2 separate regions of the Mus musculus genome follow, and region 1 is linked to region 2. The links are chromatin contacts, called in public HiChIP or PLAC-seq maps. All regions are on one chromosome and are shown on one strand. The core of a region is the stretch at or near the end of the contact, and the rest is flanking DNA. Distances in the headings are between cores, read along the strand shown.

What was found. HiChIP or PLAC-seq counts read pairs in DNA pulled down with a chosen protein or histone mark.
Region 1: an HNF4G HiChIP or PLAC-seq map of pancreatic cancer cells shows a contact between it and region 2. The contact joins two enhancer-like sites. A contact is called at or near these places in 1 of 484 Hi-C or Micro-C datasets (cerebral cortex), 5 of 115 datasets of contacts at active chromatin or transcription factors (VIP interneurons, embryonic midbrain, embryonic stem cells and 2 more) and 2 of 9 other capture datasets (liver and pancreatic islet).

Annotation. Positions count from the first base shown.
Region 1 is chr10:60,815,743-60,820,351 of GRCm38.p6, reverse strand. The region is part of intron 1 of Unc5b (unc-5 netrin receptor B); the gene reads left to right. Among named protein-coding and RNA genes, the nearest start is that of Unc5b, 14 kb to the left of the region's middle. RefSeq lists an enhancer at 3,509-4,609. Within about 2 kb of position 3,286, at least 157 of the 459 cell types and tissues checked have an H3K27ac peak or open chromatin away from gene starts, as enhancers often do. A contact at or near this core is called in pancreatic cancer cells, where this site is marked.
Region 2 is chr10:60,909,688-60,914,415 of GRCm38.p6, reverse strand. No RefSeq gene overlaps it. Among named protein-coding and RNA genes, the nearest start is that of Mir6408, 11 kb to the left of the region's middle. Within about 2 kb of position 3,310, at least 1 of the 459 cell types and tissues checked has an H3K27ac peak or open chromatin away from gene starts, as enhancers often do. A contact at or near this core is called in pancreatic cancer cells, where this site is marked.

The sequences.
Region 1 (4,609 bases), core at 2,037-4,536, 94 kb after region 2:
GAGATGTGGGAAGAGCATGGCCTGCTTTCAGTCAGCCCACAAAGGGCTGAATCAGATCATTCCTATGGAGGTCGGAGGAGACGGTCCACAGCTGTGCTTGTGAGCAGTGTCCACTTCTATTCTCTTTTGTTTTCTTAATGTGTGTATGGTGTGTGTGTGCACATGCATGTGCGTATGCATGCAGAGGCCAGGGGAAGATGGCGGATGCTCAGCAGTTACCTGTAGAGTGATGGATGCTGACTGAACTGAAGGACTTGGGGCTGTCCTTTCAACTGCAGACATTCCGCCCTGTGGCTGGGTCTGGGTCAAGCCAGGAGGAATGATGGGGCCCTTCCAAAGATGGGCCCAGCCTCAAGGCAGCCCTTGGTTATTTAAAGATGGCCAGGGAAAGCATGCTTACCAGGGTGCGGTAGCCACGGGAATATGCCAGCATCTACGAGGGTGAACAACCTTTGTGTGCCCATGGAGCAGGGCCTGGCAAGCCAGGGGCATTGGAGCCAATGACTGGAAAAGCACACGCAAGCCTGAGAATCTTGCTTGGCGGTCAGTAGCCTTGCAGAGGCAGGGCGGGGCCGAGGGTCTGCCTCTTCTACGAGGGCCACTGGCAGGGTGGGATAAGGCTCCCCACTTCTCACCTTGGTTACCGTACCAGAGTGCTTGCCCACTGCCAGGACACTGCTGGAAAAGGAAACCAAGCAAAATCCCTGGGTGCTGGGGCTCTCTCACGTTGCTCCCCCCAACCCCCGCCCCGCCCCCCCCCCCCCCCCCCCCGGCTTTCCTTCCAAGGCTCTTTCTAGAGAATTCTTGTGTTTAGGAATAGAAAGAACTGTCCTCAGTTCATCTTAGGGACGGTAAACAACAGTCTCATCACAGAGCAATGAGGGTGACCTCTGGACTTGAATAAGCCAGTGTGAGAATCGCATCCTGCTGGACACCTTCCAAGGCTTGTGTATGTAGTCCTGCGTGTGAAGCTGACATGTGTGGGGAGGCCAGAGGACAGTCTGGGGCGTCATTCCTCAGGGATGAATCATCCATCTCTTTTGGAGACAGGGTCTCTAACTGGTGTGGAATTCACTTAGGAGAGCTCTAAGTCAGATAGACCTAGGAGCCAGCCTGTCTCTGCCTCCCCAGTGCTGGGACTGCAAATGTGGGCCGTTATGCCTACCTTTTTTATATGAGTTTCTGGCGATCAAACGCCAGGCAAACTTTTGACAGATTGAGCAGGACTCTGAGCTGAGAGGGAAGCCGCTGGTCCCAAGTGTCCAGAAGAGCTAAGGCCACACAAGCTGGTTTCCAGGCCTTCCCCCAAAGGTAGAATCAGGGACGACTCTCCATAAGCCAGTCGCCATGCTAGAAATTGATTTCACTTGTCTGTCCACTGACTGACCAGTGACCCAGCCTGCTTTTCCTGAGCAGGGACATCTGAAGACGTCCATCTGCCCCTCTCTCTCCCTGGGTATGTGGGTCAGCCACTCCAACCCAACTCTGTCCTATTTTCTTTCTTGATGTAATTGAGCGGTGGATCGCTAGGACCTATGTTCCCTACAGGCGAGATTCCAGATTTCACCAGACTTCAAACTCCACAGCCTTATCTGGTACCATTTTGTCTGGGTAGTTTTGGTATTGTGAGAGGAAAGGCCATCCCCATCTTCCACAAACTGGAGGAGCCATGGACGTGCCCTGGGTGTGTCCCAGGCTTGTACCATGGCGAGAATGGGCAGAATGGGCTATTTACATGAGTGTAACTGAGTGGCAGAAACTTGGTGTAGGTTTGGTGCAAGGGGTTGGTGGTGGTGACAACTTTGAGAGGGCAGTGGGGCCATTGTCCCCATCCCCCTTCAAAGCAGAGAGGCCACATCTAAGCAGTATACTTCTCTCTGAGACTTTCCCTACCTGATAGGTGTAGGGTTAGCTTAATAGACTCCACTCCCTTCCTTCATTCCATCAAACACTTTCCATTGTCCCCATAGCCCTGTCACCTGTAGAATTTCCTGAAGAGAGAAAGTGTTATAATGTCTGTTGGCCTCAAATGGCTAGGCACATTTTGAACATGGCATGTTCCCATGGGCACCTCGTGAATGTAAGGGGTGTTGGCAGAAGCGTGGATTCCATAGCTCATGGAGAAGGGCCCTCGCGTCCACATAAGGAAATCTGCTCCACTGTGGAACACTGGAACCCTCAGTTTGACCAGACTGGCAGCTTTTTGTCCTGTGTCCGCTCAGGTGTCCCCTCTTAGAAAGCTTAACAGCCCCATCCATCAGCACCTACCACCACCTGGAGTTCTCATGTGCCTGTACACAGAAGTTCTCTGGTTTAGCTGGCTTTCTCACTCCATGAGGGCAGAGCTGTGTCCCTTGGGAATGGCCCAGTGGCCAGAACAGTGTCCCACACAGAGTAGGCCTCAGTGAACATTTGCTCGCTAAGTGTGTCACTAAGTGTGTCACAGAAGTGTTAGCTAGAATTTGCTAGAGTTCACACGCCTGCTCCCCCCAACCCCGTCTGCATATTTAAGTCTGGCATAGACATTGGGTCTTTGCAAGGCTCCAAGAGATTCTAGCCTGTATTCCCCAACCATGAGCCCCAACAGTGGGCACACAGAGATTCCAGCAACAGTGGCTGTAGGCTGGGTGCTGGGACTTCAGTTCCTTTGTAGTTCTGTCTGCAAAGAAGGCAGAGGGCTGTGATTAGGTATACTCTGGGCCCTCCTGTCCCACCTACATTTTGTCATTCTGGAGATGTCTGTGACCTTACGGCATTCTTTTGTCCCACAGAGCAAACAGTTCCCTAGTGAGGTAACCTTGCCAAACCCTATTAGGAAACTGGTATCCTGTCCGTCTCTCCCAAATAAATGGCAAAGTGCTGTCCAGGGCCCTGTTGCCCCTCTCCTGGTGCCTGAGAGACACCAATGGCTCTGGGCTCCAGCAGTGCCGGCATCTCCTTTTTTCTGGCAACAGAGCTGAGCTGTGTTGGAACCTGTCTCTTCTCCCCTGATAGCACGCAGTTTAAATAAGATCTCCATTTACCAGAAGTTCACACCACAGCTCATGTGTTATATGAGAAGCAGCAATCTCACGTTTGCTGGTGAATGCTGTTCAGGGATGCGATTGGGGTGGTGGGGGTTGGAGTGTGTGTGTGTGGGGGGGGAAGCATCACAGAGAGGGGACGTGAGGAAGGAGGGACTCCAAGCTGTCAGCCCAGCCCCAGCGCTGGCAGTGCCAGGCTCCTCTTGGCTCGGTGTGGGGCTGCTGGGGGAGGTGCCAGGGCTCTGTGAGCTGACCTCAGGCTGCTGGAAGGCTCGGAGCCGGATGGGCGCATGATGTCACCACCACTTCCGCCTGTTGGCACTCCCAGCAATGCACTGGGTCATTTACACGTCTTCAGTCTGTTAGGAAGAGACTCTTGGTGAGGGAGATTTATTGGTTGCCTCTGCCTTCCTTAGAAGCCTTTGTTAGGAACCTAATAAGGAAGGCACTTGGTGGCTATAGAGAGACCCCCCCCCCACACTCTGAGTCTCTCCTCCCCACATCCCGGGGCCACGTAAAAGTGAATAAGCAAATTCTAGTTGCAGGGTGTCTTCCAGCCTAGGTAGGAAGTGGGTGGCATGACCCTGCTTATGCAGAAGGGGAAACTGAGGCAGTAGCAGTTTGAGCACGTTGGAAGCAAGGCTTGCAGTCTTGTGCCTGGATCCTCTGGGCTGACAGGCAGGTTGCTAACTGCATTTCTAAATGCTGCTGGAGTCTGATCTCTTCCAGAGCATTAGTTTATTACAACGACCAGGATGCTCTATGATCTGGAGGTAGATTGGTGCCTCAGTTTCCCCCAAAGTAAACCAAGAGCTGGCTTTGGCTGTCTTTCAGCAAAGTAAGGCCCTTCAGCCTTTCCTTGCAGGTTTCCAAGTAGCCACACTAAGGAGATGGGTGGTGGGGGGAAAGAAGGTCCTGTGGTCACCTCATCACAGGGTCCGTGGTCCAGGCTGATGCACCTGTAATAAATATCGAGCTGACAGTTGTTAAGCCGCATCCCTGACCTCTGAATAAATAAAAAGCTGCTTAGAATAACAGCCCCGGAAAATGCTGGAGGTTCCTGCTCACTCTCAGTTTCCCTTCCACTGGCCAAACCTGTTTGCCTGGACACCCACCCACTCCCATTGTCTCCCCTCCCCTGTGGCTCCTCAGGCCCCTGTCCATCACTTCAGCCCCAAGGGCAGCCACTGCCTGGCCTGGCTTTTGTTCACAGCTCTGTAGTCTGTCCAGAGCTCCTTGCTCCTTCAGCAGCCAGAGCAGCTAATAGGGAAACAGCTCTGCAGCTGACAGCTGAGAGACAGGCCAGCCAGGCCTCCCTGGGGCTGGGGGTGGGGCACAGAATAGATGCCCTCTGGTTCAGTCTTCAGAACCTTGCTGGCATTTCCTTCTGTGGCTCTGTCCCTGTGATATGAACCGGGCTACTGCCTCTGGCAGAGGTCACCAGGAAGTTAAAATCTGGGCCCCCAGCTGGCTCCCAGGATGCCCCAGAGCACATGGGCACCATTTGATGTTCTGTGAATATTGTATGTGAGCTATCTGTGTCTCCTGGCTTTCTCATTACAGGTAGTTCAGGTTCTCAGGAGCTG
Region 2 (4,728 bases), core at 2,061-4,560:
GGAGAAGGCCACGAGGCTACCCTGGGGCAGGGACAGGATTGGTAAAGTCACTAGCCAAGGGATGCTTGCTGTCACCAAAATCTGTGAATGACAGTGTCTGAGGAAGTGTGGTCCTGCCAACTCCTGGGTCTCAGTGCCGCGGTACCAATTGTGAAACTGTGAGAGGATAAACTTCTGTTGTTTTAGTGATGTTTGATCAACGCCATGGGTGGAAGCTAGCACAGGCATGCATGGAGAAGTGATTGCTGGTTTGGGAACACGGAAATCACTGGGAGCCTGCAGGACCAGATGTGAGGGACAGAGGCTGGGCTTTTCTGATTGAAGTGTGTGGATGACAGCTCCGCTTACTGACATGGAAAATGGGCTTCATGGAGAAGACTTCAAAGCCCCATGCTGGCCACATTAGGCTGGAGAGGAACATTCAGCATCGTTGTTGCCAAGAACAGTTCAGCCAGATGAAATTCAATGCCAAGTGCCCCTGCAGGACCCTGTGAAAGCCACAGGGAAATGGTCTCCTGGTTAAGCATAGAATAGTAACTAAACAGGATGCCTCAGCCCCTACCCAAGTGCGCTGAGCCCGAGGCATGCCGAGCGAGTGCACACGTGTTCAGAGATCTCTCCTCTAGCCAACGCTAGCACAGATCCTGCCAGGGGTGTCCCCAGGCAGTTCAGAAATAGCAGCCAGTGCCAGGGTTTGCAGTGAGTGTCAGGCCAGTTAACTTCGTGCTAGGCGTGCAGAAATGCCTGCCAGAAGAGAGATGGTGTCTGCCCAGGGGACTAACAGAGAAGTGACATCAGGAGGGACAGGAACATGGAGTGGGTGGGTGTGCACAGCATGGTGAGGAGCCAAAGGCTGAGGGGTAAACCCACACAGCCTGTCAGCTGATAACAAGCACTCTCAGCGGACAGAGTGACAACCAATGCCCATGCCCGTCGGGGGCCTGTCAGCTCTAGAGCCCAGAGCCAGGCTGGTGCTTTGCTTAGCCCATGCCCTTTCTGGGAGCTGGAATGGCAAGGCTCTCCAATGCCTCTACCATCCCCATGCACCTGATTTGGACAGGGGGTTGGCTGTCCTAGGGAGCAACTTTAGGGATTCCAGGAGGTTCAGGGGCCCCTAGTACAGAGACTGTCAAGCCCCGGGGATGTGCAGGCTCTTGGAGATTCATTTCTGGGTTTTGTTCTTCCCTCCACTGGACACATCTGAATGGGACCTCCTCTCTTGCTCTCATCTGCCTTCTGGAACCAAGAAGGAGAGAATGGGTACAGAAGACCAGAAGGGGAGATTACTATGAAGCTGCTAGGGTCTGCTGAACACTGACTGGAGGTCTGGATCTGAGCTAGAAGCCCAGGAGGTCAGTGTGTGCCAAGAACAGGGAAAAGAGATGACACGGGGGGAGAATATGCCTTCTTTTTCTCTGTATGGAGGCCAGCAGGTTCTCCTTGCTCCTGATTAGCTGAGAACAGTAAATCTCAGGAAAGGGAAGCCACCACCCACTGAAGAGGGCTTTTTACTGCCCCCTCCCCAGCATTCTTCCCATTATATCCTGCTGCTCAGGACAAGCTACACCCTTCCCTCCCCCTTTTCTTGCCCCTCTGTCATGTTCTTATCGGCACTGGCTAATTTCATGTCAACTTGACACAAGCTAGAGTCATCTGAAAAGAGGAAAAACCTCTATCAAGAAAAACGCCTCCACAAGATCTGGCCATAGGCAAACCTGTAGGGCATTTTCTTAATTAGTAATTGATTGGGAAGGGCCCAGCCTATTGTGGGTGGTGCCACCCCTGAGCTGGTGGTCATGGGCTCTATGAGAAAGCAGGCTGAGCTCTCTGTGATGGTGGAGCCGGTAAACAGTACTCCTCCATGGCCTCTGCATCAGCTCCTGCCCCCAGGTTCCTACCGGGTTTGAGTTCCTGTACTGGCTTCTTTCAAAGACAGGGCAGGGGAAGTGTGTTCCAAATAAGACCCTTTTTCTCCTAGCTGCTTTTGGTCATGGTGTTTTACTACAGCAATAGCAACCTTAACTAGGACACCATGTATGTATCCATCCATTCATTCCCCCCCATCTACCCATCCTTCTGTCTGTCTGTCTGTCTGTCCGTTCATCCATCAGTCCGTCCATTCTCACTCAGCCATACTGATAGGGAAGTGAGGAGATAGGTAAGCCTGTTGTCAGTAGTCTTAGGTTTGTGTGAAGCCTATTTTATTAGTTTTTATGGTTTGTGCTTCTTTAAAAATCAGAGATGAAATCTACGTTGAACTCCAAGTCACAATGACTTATCCTGTTTTATTGTGGGAGTTCAGAACTTTAGCACTTATGCTTTGGTTTATGGTGCATCTGAACTCTGTGTGTGTGTGTGTGTGTGTGTGTGTGTGCGCGCGCGCACGCACGCACGCACATGCACACATGTGCTTGCGTGTGTTTGGTGTGAAGTAAGGCTTGGAGTCTGTTTCCTTTTCCCCTTGAACACCTGGTTCCTCAGGCCTTCGGTGAAGATTATCTCCCACATATGACCTTCAATCTCTTGCCACCATTGACTCCTGTTAGGACAGTCATCTATCTGTTTTGTGTTCTATGACTTTATCTGTTCAATTAAATTAAATATCTACTAGCATTGTGCTAATACCACACTGCCCTTCATATAGCTTATTAGGAACTCTTGAAATTTGGTATAAGAAGATCCGAGATATTTTTCTTTTTCTCCAAATTGGCCTATTGCTTCCTTGTTTAGTTTCAAGCAAGTGTGTTGTTTTTTACACCATGCTGGGCTTTGGCGGCAAAGGCTTTGAGTCTGCACACTGTTATATTTTCTGATTCATGGATTTGGCATGACTCTCTGTTTACTTAGATCAGTTTTTAATTGCTGTGACTAATAATTTATACCTTAAGTCGACAGGAAATACACACATTTTTATTACCACTATTCCAAACTATTTCCTGAATTTCCTGCCATTATAAATGATATTCCTAAATTTGCATTTCTAATTATTCATTTCCAGGGCTTAGAAATACGATTGATATTTTTTTTCATATTAGCCTTGAATCTTGTTACCATGCCAACCTCACTAATCAATCCTAGTGTTTTTTTCTGTTGATCCATTTGGATTTTCTTTATAGGAAGATGATAAATTTACAGAAGGAAGGGAGAGAGGGACAGAGGGGGGGGGGAGCGCTCACCTTTGATATCTTTTCAGCCTATGAAGCTTATATCTTGTTCTATTTTTTCTTGTCTGTTTGCACCAACTAGAGCCCCTCTGATTTTCAAGCTCAGGTGGAAACAGGGTTTTCTACCATCAAGTTGTGGTATTCATTCTGACTCAGAGATGTCCTCACTAGGGTTCTGGATGCTCCCTTCTAGGCTTAGTTTATGACACGGTTGCTTTGGGGGGGTGCTTTAAATCATGAAGGAGTGTACAATTTTGTCTAATACCCCCCTCTGAGAGTGTGTGTGTGTGTGTGCAGGCGAGTTTACCTGTGTGCACAAGTGGGCCAGAGAAAGGCATTCTCCTGTATCATTCTCCATCTTATTCTTTGAGGCAGGGTCTCTCCCTGAACCTGGAATTCATGGGGTCGTATTTCAACTAGACACCCCCCACCCCTGATCTTCCTGTCTCTGCTTTCCCCGTGCCACAGTGCAGAAGTTCCAGGCACAAACAAGGCCACACTCATCTTATTACGTGGATGCTGAGATCTGAACTCAGGCCCTTGAGATTATGCAGTAAGCCCTCCTAACTACTGAAGTCTCTCTTCAGCCCCTCCAATACCTTTTTGATGTCTTTTTGTTTCTGTTTTGCTTATTAAAATAATAAGGTATATTGAATGTCAAACAACTGTGTGTTCTTAAAAGAAACTTCACTGAGTCATGAATTGATCTGCTCACATATTCCCATGTTTGGCTTACTATGTCTTGCTGAGTCCCATGTTCTTTGTTGGCACTGGTACTGACTGGAGCTCTCCCTTCCTCTCCCGGCCTTGGTTAGGGCATCAGGGTACTATTTGCTCCAAGAAAGGAATTTTCCCTCCTCCTCTGTGACTGAGGGGTTTCCATAGATTTGGTTCTGACCTTAGGTGTTTTATATAATTAACCACTGGAGCCATCTGAATATGAAGTGGTATGGGTGAGATTTCTCAGCAGGTAAAGGTGGTTGCCAACAAACCTGCCTTTGATTCCTGGGACCCCACAGTAGAAGGAGAGAAATGACTTCCAAAAGTTGTTCCCCATCCTCCACATGAACACTGTGGCACACACACACACACACACACACACACACACACACACAAAATGTATTTATAAAGGTGTCATTTAAAAGGAAAGAAAACTTGAATGTAGGCTCTAAAGTCAGAAAGAAAACAAATATGCTTGCCTTAACTTCTTTCCAATATGTGCTGGATTCTAGGCAGAGGAATGAGGTGAGGAAAAAAAATTGAAAAGCAGCCATATTAGAAAGTAAGATTTAAAGCCATTTCTGTTTTTATAATACATAAAATGATATATGTATAATGATATGTTAAGAAAATGAACATACAATTAAAGCTAATAAATGATGTTAGGAAAGATATACAGTCTGAGAGTCACACACACAAAATGACAGTGCTTCTTTATGCTAGCAAAAAGTTACCAAAAAATGAAATAAATGGTTCTGTGTATAATAGTATAAAAAAGAGTACAGTTTTTAGAAATAACTTCAGTCAAAGAAATAAAATATTTGCATACATACAGAGATGACAG